2 separate regions of the Sus scrofa genome follow, and region 2 is linked to region 1. A link is a contact called in public Hi-C data. All regions are on one chromosome and are shown on one strand. Each heading gives the region's core, a stretch centred on a gene start, on an enhancer-like site or on the middle of the called end of the contact. The rest is flanking DNA. Distances are from core to core; before and after follow the strand shown.

The links. Hi-C and Micro-C count contacts between places; a contact is called where the count stands out from the background.
Region 2: a Hi-C map of skeletal muscle shows a contact between it and region 1, with 5 times the contacts expected there. The contact joins the promoter of DAGLA here to the enhancer-like site in region 1. A contact is called at or near these places in 5 of 5 promoter capture datasets (fetal liver, fetal skeletal muscle, liver and 1 more), 27 of 47 Hi-C or Micro-C datasets (adipose tissue, alveolar macrophages, blood and 15 more) and 2 of 2 datasets of contacts at active chromatin or transcription factors (alveolar macrophages and skeletal muscle).

Annotation. Positions count from the first base shown.
Region 1 is chr2:9,825,853-9,832,835 of Sscrofa11.1, forward strand. DAGLA (sn1-specific diacylglycerol lipase alpha) reads right to left here. Exons shown (of 21, transcript XM_021082924.1): 2 at 1,020-1,158; 3 at 394-605. The coding sequence starts at 1,114. Among named protein-coding and RNA genes, the nearest start is that of MYRF, 33 kb to the left of the region's middle. Within about 2 kb of position 3,934, at least 20 of the 83 cell types and tissues checked have an H3K27ac peak or open chromatin away from gene starts, as enhancers often do. A contact at or near this core is called in alveolar macrophages, omental adipose tissue, retroperitoneal adipose tissue and 2 more, where this site is marked.
Region 2 is chr2:9,859,449-9,866,431 of Sscrofa11.1, forward strand. It overlaps DAGLA (sn1-specific diacylglycerol lipase alpha), which reads right to left and starts at 4,360. Exons shown (of 21, transcript XM_021082924.1): 1 at 4,259-4,360.

The DNA of each region.
Region 1 (6,983 bases), core at 2,684-5,183:
CCAGAGCAGGGCTTGGCCAGGTCTCTCTGCAAAGGGCCGGAGAGTAAACAGATGAGACGTCGTGGGTCACACTCTCTGTCACAACCATGCAGCTCGGCCGGGGCCGTGCAAAAGCCGCCGGAGACAGCAAGTACGTAAGTGAATGCCTGGGTTCCAATAAAACTTTATTTTCAAAAACAGATGGTGGGCTGGACTTGGCCCTCAGGCCTCAGCCTGCCCACCCCCCGCCCCGGGCCAGAGGTGAGCCCAGTAAGTCTGCCTGTTCGCCGCTGGACCCTGGTGCTGGCACAGGGCCGGGCCCTTGGCATGTGGCTGAATGAATGCTGGGCCCCAGGACGGGGGTGGGGTGGGAGTGGGCCGGAGCAGCCCCCACCCACGGCGGGTGGCCCTTACCCAGGCGCACGTAGAGCACGTACTGCATGGATTCGCGGGGCTCAGTGTAGAGGATGCCGCCGCGCATGCTCAGCCAGATGATGGCCATCTCGGCGATCATGCAGCTCAGCAAAATGCCCAGGTAGCCGCGGCCGTGGTCCACCAGGTTCAGGGAGCAGGCCTCGTTCGGGTTGTAGACCAGGCCGAAGAGCACCACGGACAGGATCACAAACCTGGGGGGACGCACATGTCAGGGGGGCCGGGCAGCCTGCGTGCCCCCCTCCCCCGCCGCGCGGCCGCCCCCTGGCAGGTAGCCCCCCAGCCTGGACTCCGGCCGGATGGATGACGTTTCGGCTCTGGGTGCAGAACTGCGGTCCTCCAGCAGGGAGTCCCTCTAGGCCACGGGCAGCCAGGGGCAGCCAGGGGCAGAGACGCGGGGGCAGGGTGCTCAGCCACCAGCTGTGGGTGGGCAGACGGCAGTTCAGCCCAGTGCTGGGGTCAGGTCCCCCGATGGCCAGGCGGGTCTCTGGGTCCTACCCGGGTATCGCCCTAAGGGGCGGATGTCTCTCGACACCAGCTCCTGGGAGCTGGGAACACAACAGGGTCAGGACAAGTGGCCAGGGCCCTCCTTCCAGGCCGAGACTCACCAGGTGGTGTGCAGGAGGAAGAGGAAGATGGCCGGCAGGACGAGGTCATCGCTGCCCACAGACCAGCGCCGCCGGAACACCACGATCCCGGGCATGGCTGGCAGCTCTGCGGAGGCTCAGCGGGCCTGGCGCTCACCTCCTGAAACACAGCAGAGGACCCTGAGGCTGCCCAGGCCGCTGTGGCACCCAGGGCCACCACAGTCCTGGCGAGGTATGCCCAGCAGCATGCCCTGAGGCCCAGGGGCTTCCAGGCCCACCCCTGGGCAGGACCACTTCCGGTTGTAGCCCCCCCCCCCCACCAGAGCCAGCATTTAAAAGTGCAGCAGCAAGACAGTGGCTTCAGCCTTAGCCCAGAGGACTTTCCTGTCCCCAAGGCTGGCACAGAGCCCTTGGGATGATCAGCTCTGCCTGTGGTCACCCCAACAGGAAGAGCTCAGCTCCATTCAGGACCTGGGTGCACCCCTGCCTCCCCCTCCAAGGGATCAGGGGAGACCCCTGCCCAGGGCATGCTGTTCTTGGGGTGGGGGGCTTCCTGGACCAAGCCCGAGCCTGTGCCCTCGCATGAGCTGAGCTGGCCAGGGAGAGTCAAAGGCCTCGGGGCAGGTGAGGGAGAGGGCATGCGTGGGTTTGGCACATATGGAGGATGGGAGCCCAGTGCATAGTAGGTGCGCAGTAAATACTTGGTAAATGAGGCCTTCCATTTCTTGCTTTGCTGGAAGGCTGAGCGCAGGCTCTATGACTTGATTTTGCCCCCGTCAGACAGAATTCCCAACCACAGCCATGCCTCTCGGTGGGGAAGGACACGGTTGAGACTGGGGATCGGGAGCCTGGCGGGGGTGCCCGGCCCCGCTGCTGCCAGGGCAGTGGGCGAGCCCTGTGGGTGTCCCACCCTCTTGGCTTCCTCGCCCACCCTGGGCCATACAGCCTTGGCGGCCCAGATCCCAACTCTCTGAAGTAGCTGAATTCAAATCAGCTGCAGGCAAGCTCAGGGAGGAGGGCCCAGGAATCCGAGTCCCCACTCCCCGGAGCCCCAGGAGCAAGGAAGGGGTGGCAAGAGCCGACTGGCTCCCCACAGGGGATACTGGCAAGGGGAATACTGGCAAGGAGCTCCAGGGTAGCCCGGCGCCGAACTGTATGGAGGAACCCCTGCTGCGGGAGGCTGGGCGCTGGGGGCAGCTGCCCCCAGGCTGGCAGAGGCTTACATAGCACCTGGTCCAGGGGTGGGCAGCAAGTCCTCCTCTCCCCGGTGACGGCTCCAGGGAAGAAGAGTATCTGCGGAGAACGGCATCACTCACGAAGTGGCCAAGTCTCCCCCAGCTGGTGGGCACGGCCCTCAGGGTGGGCGAGGGGGTGTGGGGCCGGGGGACCGGCCAGCACGTCCAGCCCGGCCGTCTCCTTCGCCCTCTCCCTGGCGCGGCCACTTCATCCAGCTGCCAGGCTGCTCGCAGCGAGGTGGTGGCCTGGCGGGCGGGCTGGCGGGCTAGCCTGCCGGGGTCGTGCCTACTCCTCCCCCCACCCTCAGGAAGTGACATCATCCCACTCTCTCCAAGGAGGAGTCGGAGCACGGATTCTGGGAAGCGGGAGAAGGATGGAGAGCACGGAGCTGCGTGGTGGGGTGGCCGGGGGTGGGGGGGGGGTCTGGGACTGCAGGAGGCTGGGGCTCCAGTGGTGTGCCTGTGACAAGTGGCTGACAGCATCGGCTTCGGTTTGAAAGGATGGACGGACGGGATGGGAGGGGCTGGGACTCCGTGGGTGGTAGCGGGGCTGCAGAAGGACAGAGCTGCCAACAGCTGGCATTTCAGCCGCCAGCTCTCTGCAGCCCCTCCCGGACTCCAGGTGGCCCGCGGAGGGTGAGGGGGAGTGTGGGGCTGGACCCGGGGCCCTCACACAAAGGAAATGGCTGAGAGGTCCTGGCAGGTGCCGTGGCTCCCCGGCTGCTCCGATCAGGCCAGGCCCCGCGGGGGAGGGGAGGGCCGTCCCCGAGGGGCTGGCGGGTGAGGGCTGCCCTGCCAGGAGCTGGAATACCTGGTTCGCAGGGATGCACCATGGCGAGCCCTTCCCAAACGCCTCCCTCACCCCCACCCTGCACCTCTAGGAGTCTAGAATGGCGAAATCACCCTTGCTCACACGTACACCTAACCACCTCACTCACGGCCCCACCCTCCCTGCTCTCTGGTGGGAGAAGTGGGGCGAGCCTGGCACCCCTTCAGAGGCGGCCGAAGATCTGTCAAGACCCTGGAGTGGTACGGCCAGTGGCAGCCTCTGGGAGCCCCCAGCCGACAGCTGTGGTCAGTGCCAGTCCCACCTAGTAGGTCACGTGGTGGGGCTCCTGTGGGCTGACCCCACCGGGTGCCCCCTCGCAGGCCTGGGAACCATGCCCTGTGCCCTCTGGGCTGCACCCGGGCCTGGTCCATCACTGCAGAATCCCAGGCCCAGCGCTGCCTGGGTTCCAGTGCCGGCTCCACTGTGACGTGTGATGGTGTGACTTACTGGTTGTGCCTCAGCTTCCTCATCTGTAAAATGTCCATTATTCCCACCTGGGAGGGTCTGGTGTGGACCATATGAGCAGCCCCAGCGGTGCTGGACAGAGCCAGTGATGGCCTCAGCACAGGCGGGTGAGGCCGACGGAGAGCCTGTGTACCCAGTGGACCAGCTGCCCCTCCCCCGCCTGGACTAGTGGCTTCTCCAGCTGGTCACCACCAGGTCATGGTGTGGGGTCGGGGGGGACAGGGTCTGTGCTGCTGCTGGGGGAGGATGGGCCGCTCTATCCCATGCGGGTTCATAAATCTCAGGGCTGCTGTTTTTAAGGGCCTGAAAGGCGTCCTTTCTCTTGAGACCCCAGCCCTTTACAATGGGGGCCTGTTCCCCTGCTGGGGATGTGATTTCATCTGGCGGAAATGGCTCAGGCTGGGGGAGGGCACAGGCCACTTCCTGGTCTGGGGCTGCCACAAAGCACCTCCTCTGGCTCTCCTCCCCCAGGGCACAGCGTCCGTGCCCTTCAGTAACCTCAGTGGAGGGGCACACGGCCTCCCCTCCTTAGCCAGTCCAGGGACACTGCCAGGGGAGGTGTGGCACCCCCCCCCTTTGGCTGGAGAGAATAGGGGCCCTGCTGGGTCCAGGCAGGTGTGAGTGGGGTGCCAGGACACGGCCCCACATGTGGACGGAATGACTTGGGTGGCACCACGAGGCCCCTTTCTTCCTCCACCCTCGAAGCCCCATTTCCTTGATGCGGATTCATGCCCCTGAGTTAAGTATTAACCCATTCTCCGAGTTCCTCTTTCCAAAAACGCAAAACTGTTTTCTAAAAGGCACATGCTGACCTGGACTTTAAAAACCTTCCAAGGCTCCTGGGGTCTGCAGGATAAAGTCCAAGCCTCAGGCAGCAGGAAGGGGCCTCGGCAACTGGCAGGTGGGCTGTGCAGCCGTGGGCAGGTGCCTTGCCCTCTCTGGGTCCTGAAGCAGGAAGACATTCCCGAGCCCCAGGAATCCCAGGCATGGACAGGCGCAGGGCCCCTTTCTGGCTGGGGAGGCAGTCCAGCCCCTTCTCACACTGCGCACCTTCCCTTCCCAACCCTCCAAATTTGCTGCTCCCTAAAGACACCACACTGGAATCTGAGCTTTGTTCACCCCAGTTCTTCTGCCAGGCAAAATCCTGCTCATCTTTCCAGGCCGACCAAAAGCCACCCTCTCTTCGAAACCCCTCCCCGACAGCGCCCCCCACCCATCCTCAGGCAGAACAGGCTGCCTCCTCGTGGGACCCATGGTCTCAGTGTGGCCCTCAGCACACTGTCTTAGAGTTGACTTGCTGACTCCTTGCTGCCCATCCCGGGGGCGGGGACTTGCCGCGCTGGCCTCCTCCACACATGCCCCCCACGCCTTGGAGTGTGAGCCAGCCCCTCTCCCCCAGCAGCCCTGGCCCCTCCAAACCACTGCGCCATCCCCCAAAGCAGCTGCCATTAGGTCCAGACACACGACCCCTTCCCCTCTTCGCGCAAACCCTTTGCTTTGGGGACCTGTCCCTCCCCAGCACCTCCCTGCCTGCTCCTGGAGGACCGTCCTCTCCCCTGGCTGTCTGAACTCTGTTGGCTTCAGTTCCTGAGCTGCAGCCAGGGACATCCCGCTGCCGCCCCACCCCCAAGAAGGCTGCGATGGCTGGGATGAGGTCAGAGGTCTGCGTGGGTCCTGGCAGAGCCCAGGGCTCTGTATGCAGGGACCATCATTTCAGCAGGGCTCCGGAGGGGCTCCTGGGGACTCTGTGGCAGGGTGATCCGTGACAGGTGCTGCGGTTTGGGCAGGTGTTGCTGTTGCCCGTGACTGGCCCTGATCAGAAGCCCTGACAGGGTAATCCACTCCGCCCCAGGCCTGGGGTGGGGGGGGCTACTATTTAAAGCACCCCAGGCTGGGCTTCATTCCTTGATCCTAAGGTCCCCTTGAGCTTGGCCCTGGGCAGTGGGTCCAGCTGGTGGGGTGCTGAGAGCTCCCGGGATGGAGGATGGCATGGGCTGCCGTGGGCACAGAGGATCCCAGCTTCGGGCTGGTGGGAGATGAGGGTCACCTTGGTGCCCACAGTGGGGCCAGGGCACTGGAGACAGGCTGAACCACAGGGGACAGGATGACGTGCTGTAGGAGGCCCATCCAGCGTCACCTCCAGCCTCTAGGTCAGCCCATGAGACTTCCCACCAGGCAGAGGTGGCCTTGGGCATCTGTGCCCAAGGATGGGCTAAAAGTTGAGCCTGAGAGGGGGGGTGACAGCCAGGTCCCGGCCATGGGGATACACTGGACATCAGCTGAGCCCCTCCCGTGTTCCACGTCCTGGACGAATCACCTGCCATCCCCTCAGCAGTGATGCAGGGCGACAGCGTCCCTCTCACTCCACACACTCCAAAATCAGGCTGTGTCTGGCTCCTGGCTGTGCACTTCCTGGCTGCGTGACCTTGGACAAGTTACTTAACCTCTCTGTGCCTCAGTTCCTTATTTCTAAAATGGGGCTAAGAACAGTAGCTACCTCAGAATTATCACCAAGATTAAATGAGTCATATGCTTAAGCCAGCACCTGTCCAGAGCAGGTGCTCAGTGAACGTGGTGGCTCTTCCACGACCATTACTGCTGAAGAACCAGGAGGCCGAGGCTCAGAGACGCTGGCCCACACCTTCTGAGGAGCAAGAGGCTGAGCAGGCAGAGACCCAGGCCCTTCCTGCTGCCAGCCAAAGCCCACAGCTCATGCAGGAAGGGCAGGGCTAGAAGGGGCCTCGGAAAAAGGTCTTCAGGCCTCCTTTCATGGATGAGGAAACTGAGATTCAGAAAGGCCCCAGAGGCTCCTAGCTTTCCCAGTACATCCATTCCACCCGGTGCTGGACACACAGCCCCAGCGTCCCCTGAGCCGGCCCGCCCCTTCTCCTGCCTCTCAGCCCGCCCTGCTCCAACTGCCCAAGAGACACTCCCATGAGCGGTGTGTGACCCCAGGGAGCCTGGGCCACGATCCTCCCTTTCACGCTCTGGATACATAACCCTTCTGGAAGCCGGCAACATCCACGTGAGCCCCCTCGCAGGAGATCAACCCTCCAGAAGGCATCCATCACTGGTGCAGTCTCCAGCAGAGGTGTGGGTGACTAGCTCGCCACCTCCCGGCGGGTGGGGTCCCCAGTGCTCTGCGGTTTGGCTCGTGGACAGAGGAGACCTCAGCCCCAAGCCCACCTTGCCGGGACCCTGTCCAGCCCTGCCTGCCGAGGCTGGTGACCGGGCCATGGCCAGCCACGGCTAGAGCTGCCAGACCAAGGGCAGCGTCCCCAGGCAGAAAGTCCCTTCCCTTCCAGACCTCAGCTACCTCTTCTGAAAAATGAGGAGCCTGGACTTAGGGCAGGCTGGTATTTTTGTCCTGGTTAATAGGTACTGGTGTCCACAACCAAGGCTGCATGTGCCCATGTAGGAAGCACAAATAATGAGTTAGAATATAACCTTAAAAAC
Region 2 (6,983 bases), core at 3,110-5,609, 34 kb after region 1:
ACGGGCAGCGAGAGCCACACCCCCAGCCCAGGCTTCCTTCTAAGGAATACCGAGAAAGCAGACAGGCTCCTCTTGGAAGCATCACTCAGAGACATTAAACTCACCCTCCCAGAGCTGGAAAGCCACCTCCCCCTTAGGCCCGCTGTTCCCTCCCGCTTCGTGGAGCCCAGCAACACCCCACGGCACACACCCACTGACACCAGGCCGGCCAGACATGGGAGCCCACAAGCTCCCCCGCTGCCAGGCGCTCCACACCCCCTCAGCCCTCACCTCCCACAGAAACGCTCGCTTACGGGCACACGCGGCCTCGCACACGTGCCGCCGCCGGGCAGCCCTGCGGCGGGAAGGGCCCCAGCCCTGCCCCTCTCCACCGCCATCCTGCGGAGCCCTTGGGCATTCCTCACCTGGGGCCTCACCACTCCCCTCCCCGTCACCTCCCTGGGCCCTGCCCTCATTGGCCCAGGGCACCCCATGGGGAAGGCACTTTCCCGGGTCCTCCTCGCCTACACACCAGTGCCTCCCGCCACCGCCACCACCACCGCCACCCAGAGAGATCCAGCTCAGTCAAAGTATCAGGAAGGAAAAGGAAAATCAAGATAAACAGGCTTCAGCTCTGCCCGCTGGGGAGGTAACCACATCCCACAGAGCCCTGGGCTGCACGGCTCTAAAAGATTTATGGTCCTCTGACCGCACGCTACTAACACTTCCCCGGCACACCTGCCGGGCCGCCGCGAGTATAATATGAAGCCCTTCCGGGGAGAAACTAAACTCAGATGGAGCAAGCACGGGGCCAACAGGTGATGAAGCCCTGAGCATGGTCCCTCCCTGGTCCTGGTGAGATGGGCTGTGGGGAGCAGGGCTCCCACCATCAGGCCAGGCCTTCGGCTGTGGCCGGCCAGCCTGGGGCTTTCAGCTGCGGCCTAGAAGCTTCTGTCCAGAAATGCCCGATGCCCTGGCACCCCTGAAGCCGAGCAGCTGGGCACCGTGATTTATGAAGCAGCTGAGCAAGGAAAGGTTGCCAGGAACTGAGTTAAGCAACTTTCGGAGAAACATGGACAAAGAAATGGGGCTAGGACTGAGGACCAGAGCTGAGAAAATCCTCAGCTCCAGAGAGCCACTTGCCCTCGGTGGCCACACCTATGTTACCAGCCCCCCACTCCAGCTGGAACCTGCTCCAGATCAGCATCTGCGCACCATGACAAGGGGTGCAGGTGACTTGGCTGGGCTTCCTATGGCCTTGGACCCTGGGGACCCGGAAGAAAGCCCTGCTCTGCTTCGGGGAAACAGAGGTCACCTCCTCCCGTGCTGTCTCTGATCTGCCCCTCTGCCATGCAGCTCGCCATGCAGAGTCCCAGCACTCCAAGCAGATGGCAAGGGGTGGCTGCAAAGGGCTCCTGGAGCCCCCAAACCATAAGGCTGAGCCACAAATCAGAACAAACAGGCGGAGGTGTGCAGGGTGAGCTGAGGGGACGAGACTGCTGAATATTCACATCAGAGAGGCCTGAGGCGTCCTTTTAAAGGACTAGCAGGTAGGGAGCTGAGGTGCTGGCAGCTCCTGGGGAGGCAGCGAAATGGGCGGCCGAGGATGCACTTGCAGCGCCAGGCAGTGTCCAGGCAGCGGACCCCAGACAGGGTGAGGCCCCGGGCACGGAAAAGTCAGCTCACCACCCAGGGGCTGGCAGGGCCGTGTCCTCCTTCTCCCCACGTGGCTGGACACCGCAGCACTGACCCAGGGCAAAAGTTTTCTGCCTCGGGGCCCAAGCTCGTGAGACAGGTTGATGGCGAAGGCGGACACAGAGGAATGCTGGAGCGATGGGCCTGGGTTCATGGAAACGGGCCTTCCAGGGCAGGGCCTGCTAGCCGCAGGGTATACACTCATTCAGGCCCTGCAGCCCCTTATCAGGACCTAGGTCCCAGTGGCTGAAAGTTCAAGTGACTGGCAGCCACCTTCCCCTTCTCCACCTAGGAAGGCGCTTTGGGCAGAAATGGGTCCGCGTCTTGGGGAATTCCTGCTACACCTGTCCTGCTCTCACCTGTCCCTCTGAGGGTGTCCACTGCCCCTTCTCCTTGTCCCATGTATCCGAGAGCATCCCCCACGATGCCCCAGCTCCAGCCGTCCAGCCTCAACCTCCCTCCCAGGACCCCCCAGCCCTGCGTCCCCTCTGGAGACTCTGACCCACTTTGCTTTCTCCCAGCCCCCACCCCCGAAAGGCTGAGGCGGCCGCTCCCCACCCCCGTCCTCTGAACCCGGAGCCAAAGGAAATTCTCAAGAGAAAACACACACTTCCAAGTCTGCCTCCCACACAGGTACCCCAGATCTGTCAGCCGCAGACACCTCCCAGCCCGGCGCGGCCTGGGCACGCCTGCAGCCCCAGCGAAGGCTCCCTCCTGCTCAGGCCACTGCTGCAGGACTCGACAGTTGCTTCGGCCATGCTGGGGACCGTCCTCGGGAGACCTGGCGCCTGGTTCCAGCTCAGCAGCTGACTCACAATGTCAACAGATCCCACTTTTCCCCACCAGGAGCCTTTACGCTCTGGGCCTCTAATTCCCAATGACAGGCCCTCGTCCTGCCGGCTGGGCTGCCTCCTTCCCCAATCTCCATTCCACGCCTTCATTTCCTCTGCCCTCCTGCCCTGGTCTCTTTACCTGATGATAATCCCTGACCTTTGCACAGCCTTGCACGAAGGGTTTCCATGCACCATCCTTCATCCCCTGCGACCACCTTCGGATGTGGCTCTGGGAGGTAAAGTCACCTGCTCAAGGTCACACAGGCAGGACTGGAATTCAAGTCTTCCGGTTCCAAAGGCCCTGGACGACCCTCCAGCTTTAAGGAACCTCAGCGGCATCTCCAGGCACCCAACATGGCAAGGCTGCCACCACCACCCTTGCCTCCCCTCCCCTTCCTCTTTCTGGACTCCTAAAGGCCTTCCCCAGGCCCAGCCTCATTTATTCTTCTACCTCCGACTCCACTTCCCCAAGAGATCCGCAAAGACCAAAGACTTCCCCCAACCCAAGACTTCTCTGGGGCTCCGTAAATTGCCCCCTGCCCTGGGAAGTAGAACCCATGGGACACTGAGCGAGAGCCTCACCCAAAGCTTCCCAAAGAACGGGTGAGTGCGGAGGCGGTCCTAGCACCCTCCCAGTGGCTGCAGGCTCATCTTTCAAACATTCCCCCCAAACGGTCCTCTGGACCCAAAGGCTTCCAAGCCTCCAAAGAAGAGAGGCAGCTCCCAGATATCCAGGAGCGAACCATCAACCCAAGGAAGAGGCGGGGCGCAGGACTACAGGCGGCTGGAGCACCCCTCTGACGCCGCCCAACTCTCAGCCCTGCACGTTTCTCAGGACACATGTTCAGGGATAGTGAGCAGAGCTGAGACCCATCCACCCCTCCCCTCTTCCCCAAAGCTGGATGACTTCATGAGTCCAGGACAGCTAGTACCTGGACAGGTCTCCGTCTCGGTCACCAACAGGGTCCTCGTGGTAGAAGCATCTCCTGGCGTCTCTCTTTCACGTCCATCATAGAGAACACTAACCACCTCCCAGCCTTCTGCCTTCCTTGGTCCGGCGTACCCAACAGACATTAAAGGTGGACCCCTGTGCCAGCCCCAATGTCCCTCAGCGTCACTGGAGTGGGAGGATGGGCATTTATCCTTCCCGTCTAGCTGGGTCTGAGGGCCATGGATTCTCCCTTCACAGGGCCAGGCTGCCCGTGGCACCATGCTGGGCCAGGGCCATTTCTCAGTCATGCCAGCAACTCCTGTCATGCTCAGGACACCAATTCTCCAACCCTGGGGTTCCATCACTCCAGACCATGTCAAGGCCAGAACCATCCAATGCCTTATTGACGAGAGTACTTCCTCACACCCATGCCAGGGGCACCACCTTGCGCCCACGAGCTGGCCACCGTCACCCAGGCACCAGTCCAAGTGGTGCACAGAGGGCTGCGACCGCCTCACACCTCGGCGGCCACCACCGCACCAAGGTGGGGGTGAGTCTTCTGGCACCCGTGCCAGGAAAACCACACTGCCTGTGCCAGACCCATGCTGCCCACGTCCGCGCCACGGGTGTCACCATCCCCACACCGGTGACAGGAGCTCCAAGGATCCCACACCTGCCACGGGCGCGCGTGGCAGCCGCACCTCCGCCCGCGGACCCGTCGGGCGGGCCACCGCGCGCCTTGGACACTGCCCAGCTGCCGCGCCGCTTGCACCGCGCCCGCGCCCAGGGCCCGGCCCGCCGCGCCCGCGGCCCCCCTTACCTCCAGCCCGCCGCAGGGCTCGGCCCGCCGCCGCCGCCGCGACCGCCACCTCCATCCTGGGCTCCCCAAGGCCCCGATTCACTAACGCCGCTTCCGCAGGGCGCCGGCGCCGGCGCGAAGGCCGCCTCCGCCCCCCGGGGGACGCTGCGTCCTTTACGTAAACCCCACTCCGCCGCCAGCGGTGACCATGGCGACGGCCGTGGGGCGGCAGCGCCCCCTGGTGCCAGGGAGGGGAGCGGCGCCGAGGCCCGAGCTAGCGGAGTCTTTCGCGGTCTCCGAGCCCCGCGCCGTGGGGGCGGTGGGCGCCCAGCTCCGGCCGCTGCTGGGCTCCGTGGGCGGCCGGGAGGGGCAGGGCCAGCCGCGCTGCATGCGGGGAAGGGAGCCGTCTGGGTCCCCCTCCTTCAGGCCCCGCGTGACCGGGTTTAGCGTGGGAGAAGCAAAAAAAGCATGTAGGATCAGTGGAAAACTGGTTCATTGGGGAGGAGGAAAGGGAGAGGTGGGTTCCTTTTCCTCGCGGGTGCGGAGTGCTCCTTCGGGGCGGGGGGGGTCAGAGCACATCTTCATCATCTGTGCCCGCCCCTCACCTCTCACCCCTACAGTGCCCATCATGGTGTCTGACATCCAAAAGGGCGCTTGGTGGATTTTGAATTCCGGGCAAATGAAGGCCATCGCCCTTCCTATTCTGCTTCACACTCGCCCATTCATTCACTTAACACACCTTCCCTGAGAGCTAGCCTTGAGCAGGGAGCACCGCGGTCCATGTGCGCTGCCCTCAGCTGGGCGAGTGAGTGGGCACAAAGGTAAGCAGAACCTGAGGAGCTCAGTCTGGACGATACTAGCTCATCACAGGACAGGGTGCTCGTGGTGCGGGGGCTCAGCACAGAGGGCGGATGGAGCGCTTGGAAAGGGCACTTAAGCAAGCCTTGGGGGAGGAAGGGAGTTGCGTCTGGAGGAAGTGAGGACCCAACTGGGTCTCAAAGTTGGAGTTGAATTCAGAAGCCAAAAGGGGAGTGGCGAGTCTCAGCAGAGGGCGTGCCTCTAAAACATTCTCTGGGTCCTGGGGGCATCTGAAGAAAAGAGGGTGAAAAGCAGCAGTCTGGTGGGAGCACAAACAATTAGTTATGTGTAAGGGGAGCTGAGATGGAGTATTCGCCTGAGAATCATCTGGACTTTGAGGTTTATTAGTTATTTTATTTCTTATTTTTTATTATTTTTTATTTATTTTTTTGGCTGTACCCACGGTGTGCCGGCGTTCCTGGGCCAGGGGTTGAATCTGTGCCATAGCCGTGACAACACTGGATCTTTAACCCACCGTGCCACCAGGGAACTCCCTGGACTTTGGGGTTTAAAGTGAGACTCTGAGTTCAGGGCAGCCTTCCTCTCTGTTGAAACAGGTGGGAGCTACTTCCGGAAAGCCTTCTGTTGTTACCCGTGGTTATTTTGAAGGCAAACTCCAGGCTACTTCGAGAAAATTGGGGGTGGGGAGGACAAGGACGGGGTGGAATACCTCAGGAGAGTGGAGAAAGTGTTGGACCTTCCCGGCCTCAGGAAGGGCAAGGATCAGAGAGTCTTTAAGACTGACTGTAACATGGCAGTTTGAGAACCTTCTGTCTAGATCATGGCAATGAATCAGAAGCCAAACTGCCAAAATTAATTGTGCCTTGGTTCAAAGTTCTAGCTTCCCAAAAGAAAGTATCTTATAGGTCCAGCTTGGGCCCCGGCCAGTTATATCAGCTGCATCTCACTCCTTTAGCTGCCCAGTGCACGCACATTCACACATGTGTACACACACACACACACACACATCCTCCTTCCATTCATCCAAAGTCATTTTCACCAAACAGTATTGCATTCCAGTATTCCCTGGTCGGCTACCTCCAGACGTGATGTCATAATCAAGATCCAAGTTCAAGATCTTCAAGGTCATGTCCATGTCCATTTTCCCTCCAGGTTCACAGCGATCCCATCCGGGCATCTAACAACTGAATTAGAGGGTACATTTAACTGCCACCAACACATCCCTTGCATTCTTGTTGCTCAAAGGGTGGCATTAACAGCATCCAGGAGCTGGTGAGAGATGCAGCATCCCAGGCCCCCAAATCTCAGCTGGTTGACAAGATCCTCCAGCAATTCGTATGCACAGCCAAGTGTGAGAAGCACTGCTGTTATAAACATGGATGGCAAAGAAAAGGACAGCGATGAAAAATGTGTTTTAATGGCGATCACTGCTGTTTAAAAAGAAAAGGGGGAAGGGTTAATTATTTAATCTTCAGGAACCCCAGTAACTAACGAGGAGATACAGGGAGCTAGCGGCCATAGTCTTTACTTCTTTTTGCAACCGGTTGCAAACTCCTAAAAGGTGTTTATAACTTCCTTCCTCTAACTTGATATTCCTTGGTCTGCTCGCCTCCTGCCTGCATCTCATTTGCTTGATGAACCGGCCTCCATCCTTGAGGACCTGAGCCCTTGGTGATCCTGGCCGCACAGCATCACGGCAGACTTCTGCCTGGGTTTACTGCTGGGCATGAGGGTGTGGGAGGTTCTCCTCGGGAACCCTGCGTTCCATTCATACCCCTCGGGGGTGTGTCTGTCTGTGTGTGAGAGGACCATCCCCCAGGGGCCAAGTGGCAGCCCTAGTCTCCCATTCAGCGGAAGCATGATTGTGCCTCCTGGTGGAAATGCTTCTCCCTTCAGTTCTAAAACCACCCGACCATCAGAACTCAGA